Regions from separate parts of the Mus musculus genome. Here region 1 is linked to region 2. A link is a contact called in public HiChIP or PLAC-seq data. All regions are on one chromosome and are shown on one strand. Each heading gives the region's core, a stretch centred on a gene start, on an enhancer-like site or on the middle of the called end of the contact. The rest is flanking DNA. Distances are from core to core; before and after follow the strand shown.

Region 1 (4,070 bases), core at 586-3,085, 150 kb after region 2:
GTCCTCAACCCTTAAGTCTCTGCTAGGAGTCTTCTGCTACAGCCTGCTAATTACAGAATAAAGCACACCAGGCCAAGGACAAGCCTCGGGTATAGATAAAGGGTGACACAAACCCAGATTGCTATCAATAACAAGGATGCAAGGGATGAACTGGGGTTTCCCAAGAATTATTTGACAGCAGGGGGAGCTGTGGTCCCCTCAAGTCAGAACTGGACTTCCAGAACACGACAGAGGGGCTTCTCCAAATTTTTCTGCTGTCTAGGGCAACCTTTTCAGTGTGTTTATTTATGGTACAAACGTCCAACTGTCCTTTAAAAAAAAAAAAGTTCCATAAGCCCTGGGCTTTTCCAAAGCTCTGGCTCGAGTTCCTCTTGATTTTCTTGTGAATTCTGGGCTGCACTGAACGCCCTGCCGACCGTGAAAAGCCTGCTTTCTCCTAAGAGGCCTGTCTGGGAGACTCAGCCAAACCCACAAGGGAACTATAAGGGGCGCAGAACCAGGGCCCCCTTATAAATAGGCATTATCCCATCCAGTTGTGGTCAAGGAGGGCCTGTAAGGCTTGCCTGGGGCAGAGAAGCAGCAGGCTCTTGGACAGCCATGAGGGGCAAGGCAGTGCTGCCAGGGCGGCCTCTATGTGCCAGCTCAGACTGCTAACTAACCCCTGTGCACCAAGGGATAATGGAAGCCCAACTGTTCAATTCTCCAAAATTCGGGGCACCCACCAGGGATGGAACTACAAGTGAAGTCCATTTTCAAAAGTCAAATCTACTAAGTGAAAAGACTACCTAACAAAAGGTTTCCACCCGGAGTTTGCAAAAGGCTTCGGGGATGGGGTGTGGGGGCTGGATTCTCTTAGGCTTTCATTGAGAAGCTGTAACCAATAGCTCTGCGGAGAGGCAAGGCACACCTGACTCTAGGAACCCAGCACTTCTGTAATGTATTAAGAGCAAGCTCCATCAAAGCCCTCGGTCTCTGCCACTGAAGCACCAGCGCAGGGAGAACGAGGTGCTCAGCCGGAATGGCAGAAGACAATTCTACCCTACGTGGGTCCACCCATCACTTTCTATGCTCTGCCACTCCTTGGCCCTGGGACTACAAGGCAGGTACCCCACCTCTCTGCTGGTAGGTGTCCCTCTTCTAAGACACGTGGCCCAGAATCACCATCCTGGCTAATTTGCGAGGCTGCTGCGAGGCTCTAATGAGACAGCAAATCACCACAGACAAGCCAAGTATCGCTACTCATTTCAACTGGGCTTAAGCCGGCTGATATGCAATGACAGCTTCAGGAGCCGTGCACACGCGAGGCACGTAGTAGGCTCCACACAAACGCCGGTATCCTGCTCTACTAAGGGGAAGAAGAGGGAGGAAGAAAAACACACCAGTCCAAAAGTACCCTCTAACCCCTGACTGCTGGCGTGGACTCCCCGATTTCCCGGGTCCCACCACCCTGGACGGCCAGGGATCTCCCGGCACGACCCCAGTGCACCTGAGAGCCGCGGTCCGAACCCAACGCCCACAGCGGCCACGCTCCCCTCGGACACAGCCCGCGGCCCCCCGCGGCCACCTTGCTGCTCCGAACCAGCCCTCAGCGCGCGCCGCTCCTTCCCGGGTCGCCGTCGTCTGCCCCGCGCCCGCCGAGGGTAACCAGGCTCGGGCCGCGGGGGTCCCCAAGCCGCGTCCCTCCTCACCTGCACAGCTCCGCGAAGGCCTGGAAATTGAGCTTCTTGACTTTCTTCTCGCTCAGCCAGTAGCCAACTCTCTTCCCTTTCAGGAAGGTCTGCATCTTCTTCCTCCTCGGCCCGGGAGCCTGGGTCCGGAGGAAATTGCCCACAGGCCGAGCGTGTGGGGCCGGCGCGCGCCGCGAGCGTGCGGGCACCTCCTCCGGCGGCGGCGGCGGGGACGCGGAGCGGGCTTCAGCGCGCGGTCCTACCGGGCGGGGCGGCGGGCGGGGCGGGCCGGGGCGGGGCGGCGGCTGGGGGGCGGAGGCTCAGCGCGCCGCGCCACTGGCTGGGCCCCGCGGGTGGGCGCGCCCCGCCGCCGCCCCGCCCCCTCCGCCCCGCGGGGCTCGCCCGCGCAGGGACGTGCGCCCCGCAGCACCGTGCGCCGCTCGAGGACTCTAGGGATCCCGGGCCGCCGCCCGAGACCGCACCCGAGCCTCGAGCCCGAGCTGGAGCACGCCCTCCCGCGGCGAGGGTTCGCCCGCGCGTGCCTCTCGGACGCGCGGGGACCCCCTCGGGGAGCGCGCCGCCGTGTCCCCCGCCCTTCCTGCCCCAGCGCCCGCGCACACGCCACGCACACGCGGGGCCTGGGGCAGAGCTCCCGGAGGAGGAAGCGCCGGTTACCGCCAGGGGGCGCCAATGAGTCTTAAAGGCGCCGCCGCTAGTGGCGGGGTGCTGGATGGTGGCCAGGGCAGAGTGGGGTGAGGGAGTCGTGGTGTGGGCGCCTTGTGTCTATCTTGGAGGGCGGCCAAACCACTGGGCTTCGTTGCTCCTTGGCAGCACAGCGGGGATTGCCCCCAGAGGCAATTCGTTGCAATTGTCCTGTACTATCTCCACAACTGCCCCAGGTTCACACTCTGGGGTCCCTTTCAGCGGAGGGAGAGAAGCAGCCAGAGTGCACATAGCATCTTCAGGAGAGCCTTTTCTTTGCTAGGTGAAGGGACGTAGCTCGGCGTCTGACTTAGTGCTTTGGATCCTCTGAGCCACCTGCTCTACCCCGGCCTATGGGACAGTACTTAGCATTCCAGCCATCTCCAGCCTATGCTTTAGGCATTGGGAGGAGAAATTGGAGGCTCTCCCCAGACACAGACAGGGAAAAAAAAATGGGTTCCCGTGTGTAAAGAAAGACATTTTATCTGGCTTTGGAAATAAAGACAATTTTTGAAGATCTGAGATGAGAAAAGGCTTGAAGAAATGAAAGCTGTTAGTAAAGTGACAGAAACGGGCCTTGACCAGACTTGAGGAGTTACACCAAGTCCCTTTTTCCGGCTTAGATCCTGACCTTGGGCAGTGTCCTTGGTCCCCCTTGGTTCAGTTTTAGCAAGAAACCTCCTGAGTCAGAAAAGTTCGCCATCCCTGGTATCAGATCACTGCGGCCTGTCTGCAGTAAGAATGCTGTCAAGTGGGGCTGCTGAGATGGCTCAGCTGGTAAGGGTACTTGTGGCCAAACCTGACAACGAGAGTTCTATTCTCCACAGCGTAGATGGAGAGAACTAAGTCCATGTTTTCCTTTGACTGACACTCATGCTGTGGCATATACACACACAAATAAATAAATGTAAATAATAATAATAATCCTGTCAAGTAAATTGAGCCAGAATCCCAGGAGCCCTGGTGGTTTTGCTCAGAAATTCTCCACCCACAGATGTTCCACTCTGCTCCTTGGCAGTGACTTCCCATCTTTCCTTGTTGCCAGAGTGGAGCTCAGTTGCTCCCCTACTGTGGAGCCTGGGTGCTTCTTTAAATAAGATCTAGTGAGTTTAATTTTTCTTTAATTGGAGAAAAGGATGGAAGAGGATTAGAGAACCCACATGGCTCTGGAAAGCAGGGACTTTGTATCCTGGACCATGGAAGCCAGAAGACAAAGTGTAACTGCACCCATTCAGCTCTGTGCCTGAGGAAGATCGCTTCTGTGGAACATCATGGCCAACCTAGAACTGAGAGAAGAAATGGGGACCGGAAGTCCAAGAAGGTGAAAAGAAAGGGGTTAGGGAGCAGACGATGGCCAGTGCCTCACTGCTGAAGTCAACAGTAGAAATTCCCACACCCTGGCACAGGCTGTGGGTTTCTCTGGAGTTGTGTGTCTGGGTGGTTCAGGATCCCTGCTGGAGTTCCTTCCTTCCTTCCACACAAGCAGGGAACCCAGGGTGTGGCGGGGTAGTGCCGGCCTTGTAGTCCCAAGATGAGTAAGGCAGAGACATACAAACCATTGAGTCCTGGAGCATGTGATGAGAGCCATGTGAGTCCTGCCTCTGAGTGACTTGAGACTATGACATTGAAAGACAAGTAGGAGTTTGGGGTTAGGGGCACCTGTCTAGATGAAAGCTGAGAGAGTTCAGAGGGTGAAAGGGC
Region 2 (3,951 bases), core at 1,387-3,886:
GAGGGGATTGGCAACAACATTTAGGAAGGAGAAGCATCCTAAGACATTTCCCCAAACAATCACCAAGGAACAGTCAAGCCACAGAGCCAACGTGGAGGGGGAAACACCTGCATCCTGGAGAAAGACCCAGACTCTGTGCAGTTACCAAGGACCAAAGACCATCAGAGGAGCAGGGTACTGTCAGCCCACCCACACCCCTGAATCAAATGGTGTTGACCAGCATTTGAGCATTTGAACTTGGGTTCCCTGAGATAATGATTCTGTTTACCAGAGACCCCTATGAGAGAGAGGGGGGGGGGAATGGGAGAGGGAGGGGAGTAGACAAAGGATTGATGGAGTGTGCACTATTGGCAGTGTGCTATTGATAAAGTAAGATATCAGCGAAGTGTCTGTTATTAATATAAAACTCTACTGATAAAGTACATTACTGGTGGTGTCCTGTCAATAGTGTCTGCCATTGATAAATCACACTATTGAAAAGGTGCCGTCACTTAAATATATGCTATTGATAAAAGTGTGCTGTTGATAAAGTATGTACTCTTGGAGCAGATGGCAAAGTGAGAATCGGGGTTTAATTCTTACGGGTGATAGTGATGTTACTGGAAGTCCTCTTCAATGCATCCCACCAAGGGGAGGAAGCCCCTTGTGAACTCTGAAACTAGAGGTGGCCTTTGGCTCCCAGTAAATCTCTGTTACACACTATGCTAAAATAAGTACATATTTATATTTTTACATAATATGAAAATAAATATAAAAATAAAACAGCCAGCACATCTAAACTGTGACCCACATAAGGGTGTCTGGGATGATGATGCCCAGAGTGCAAGGAGGGTTTATTTGTTTATTTATTTATTTAGAAACAGGGTCTCACTATGTAGCTCTGGCTCGTCCTGGAACTCGTCACATGGACCAGGCTGGCATTGAACTCAGAGATCTGCTTGATTCTGACCCCCGGGTTCAGGGATTAGACGTGTGTGCCACCATGCCTTGCTGAGGCTACTATTTACGAGACGATGCTAGGAGCTTGCACATGATCACAGCGACCTCCCATCCTAGGACCTGGAACAACCGTTCTCCCAGTGCTGAGCTGGAGTCCTTCTCTAGGAACTAATATTAAATGATAGGAGATGCCTTAAATAAATGCCTTAAAAGAAAGTTGTCGGCCCTTGTCCCTGGGTGGAGCCACTGTGAGGGATCTCCTATATTTCTCAAGATTGAGATGAGATGTGTGCTATTCATCTCTGAAAGCCTTGTATGACCCACCTGCTTGCTGTTCCTTAGAATGGACCAGACACCTTCTCCCTTAGGGGGCGTTTGGCTGGCTGCTCCCTCCCCTGGAGAGAGAGCTCCCCCTCTACACAGGTTCTGGCTCACTTTAAATGCCACCTCCTGGTAAGGCCTCCTCAGAACCAGCCTCTTCAATGTATTCCTGTCCCTCACTAGAACTCCGCCCGCTTCTCTGCTTTATGCTCGTAGCATGGCCACTACCCAGCACAGTGTACATCTTGTTTCTTTCTCTGGAAAGGGAATTCTATAAGGGTTGGGTTTGCTGTTTTGTTTACAGCTGCGTCTTTGGCACCCAGCACAGCTGAGTGGTTCTAAGCCCACGTCGATGCTTAACACATGGTTGTTGAATGAATACACGCGAAGCCGGTTCTCATTTAGGGGCATGAGTAGGCAGAGGTGTGGGCAGGAAGCAGGAAAGAGCGGAAACAGGTGCGGACAGAAAGGAGGGGCTCTGAAGGATGCCAGTCAGTGCCAAACTGTCATCCAGATACCAGGTTCACTGTGGCCCTAGGCCCAGGCTGCACGGGGCTTCCCATGTGGTCTGCCCAGGGTGAGAGCAGAACTGCGGTGGGCGGGGCAGAAGGAAACCAACCAGGAAGCAGGGTTGCACCCAAATTATCCAGGTTTTAAGTACATTTAAGAGACAAGGCTGGGCTGTTGAAGGCAGAGGTGTCCCTGGGGTGCTGGACTAGGACTGACCACTTCTGTTTTAGTTTAATGGTGAGAACTGCCTCACACTGCTACCTGCCTTACTTGCCCCTTGAGAGCTGTGAGCCTAGGACCCACCCATGTGTGGGTTGGACCTTCAGTCCACACACTGAACGTGTGTGAAGCCACTGGTTGTCAGCGCAGGGCTCTCGGCACTGAGGAAGCAGTGACCACTATCCCCTATCAAATAACAATTAAATACACACAGAATGCGAGGCACACAACTGAGTTTCAGGAGAGGCCTCGCTCAGGCAAGGGGTTCAAGAGGCTTCTGTGGGACCCGCTGGATGTTCCAGGGAGTTCTTAAAGATGGGCGTGCCTCCAGCCAAGTGAAATCAAGAGAAAAGTACGCGAAGTATAGGAAAACTCAGCAGTCTGGAGAGGTAAATAGGGGAGGAATCCGAGGCTCAGAGACAGGAGTGACTTGCCCACGGACGCACAGCAAGTTGGCAGGTGGAGTTTCAGCTGTGCCACCTTCTGAAGCCGGGTACCCTTTACAGCCACCAGATACAAGCGGGATAGAGACAGCTGATGGAGAAGCTGGAGGTGGGGGGCGGGACCCCGAAGGTGGGGAAAGGGCGCGGGGGGGCGGTCCTATGACGTAATTTCCTGGGTGTGTGCGCGCGTGTGCGTGCGTGTGCGTGTATATAAAAGCCGGCATAGCATTGCTGCTGCTGCCGCCGCCACCGCCACCATCACCGCTGTTACCACCACCGCTACTGCAGTGTTCCCGCTGGTGCAGAGCTTTGGTAGCCAGACTACAGACCCACTCCCGCCATCCTCCTGCAGCAGCTCGTCCACTCTTTCCGCACCGTCCGGCTCGCTATGCGCTCCACCGCGGTTCTGGCGCTTCTGCTGTGCGCCGGGCAAGGTGAGCGGCTCCGGGCTGGGCAGCACGATCCCCTCTCTTGCCCCAGGTCCCTAGAGGAGCCGGAGGATTCAGCACCTCGGACAGCACCAGGTCTCCTGCTTGAGTCCAGGCGCAAGACCCATAATGTTGGCTATGGTCGCCCACCACACCCGAAGAAACTATAAAGCCTGACCCAACCCCACTGGGCAGACCATCCCCACCCATGTCCGCACACCACCCACTGGTGCTCTGGCTCCACGCCGACCAAGGTCACTGGGGGGAGATAGGGGACTGGCGCGGGCTTCTCAACCCCTCTCCTGTCCTTCCACCCTCCAGCCTGTCCTTGATCTCTTCCCTCACCCCTGCTCTTTCCCGCCACGTCTGGGGTTTCTCCCCTTGCCTGCCTCTGTTCCTATCTCAGTCCCACTACATGGCTGGGCCTGGGCTTGTTTTCATTGAACTTGATTTCAGCTCTGTATTCCCATGGGGAAGGGTTGAGGCTCTTCAGTGCAGCCTCTGAGCCCAGCCCCCCCCCGGGGGTGCAGCATGGAGGGGGGGATAGCAGAATCAGTGCTGCTAACTTATTTGGGTTTTGAGGGTGTGTTGGTTGGTGGGTCCCTTGAGCCTCCCGCAGGGAAGGACTGGGGTTCCCTCGTTGCAGAGAGATAGCCCCAATTAGCAATCTCAAGTGCTCTCTCTCTCGCTCTCTCTCTCTCTCTCTCTCTCTCTCTCCAGTTTTTGCCCTTCCTGTGAACAGCCCCATGACAAAAGGGGACACCAAGGTAAGAAGGAATGTTGGGGTACCCTGGGAGAGGAAGGGTTCCCTGTGGACTCCTCAGGGCCAATCCTTGGGCAGCTGCAGGAAAGAGTCTGGCATAGAGCCAAAAGGCAGCACTGCAGCGGCTGAGCCTGCACAGGGGACAGCTTGCACAAGAAGACATCAAAGATCTCTTGCTTTTGTTGCTGCCCAGCTACAGTGACTTCCCAAGGGGCCCATGTCTCACCCGATGAGTCCTGGGACCAGGGACACTGGTCTGAGCCATGACCATAGCTTCTCCTGCCCTAGGTGCACAGACCTGCCTGGCTGTCACCTCTCTTTGTCATTC

The links. HiChIP or PLAC-seq counts read pairs in DNA pulled down with a chosen protein or histone mark.
Region 1: an H3K27ac HiChIP or PLAC-seq map of embryonic stem cells shows a contact between it and region 2, with 8 read pairs. The contact joins the promoter of Itpk1 here to the promoter of Chga in region 2. A contact is called at or near these places in 3 of 484 Hi-C or Micro-C datasets (bone marrow-derived macrophages and embryonic stem cells), 14 of 115 datasets of contacts at active chromatin or transcription factors (VIP interneurons, embryonic basal ganglia, embryonic forebrain and 9 more) and 5 of 9 other capture datasets (adipose tissue, embryonic trunk, liver and 2 more).

The regions. Positions count from the first base shown.
Region 1 is chr12:102,703,034-102,707,103 of GRCm38.p6, forward strand. Itpk1 (inositol 1,3,4-triphosphate 5/6 kinase) reads right to left here and starts at 1,836. Exons shown (of 10, transcript NM_172584.3): 1 at 1,689-1,836. The coding sequence starts at 1,783.
Region 2 is chr12:102,552,305-102,556,255 of GRCm38.p6, forward strand. Chga (chromogranin A) reads left to right here and starts at 2,637. Exons shown (of 8, transcript NM_007693.2): 1 at 2,637-2,866; 2 at 3,581-3,627. The coding sequence starts at 2,821.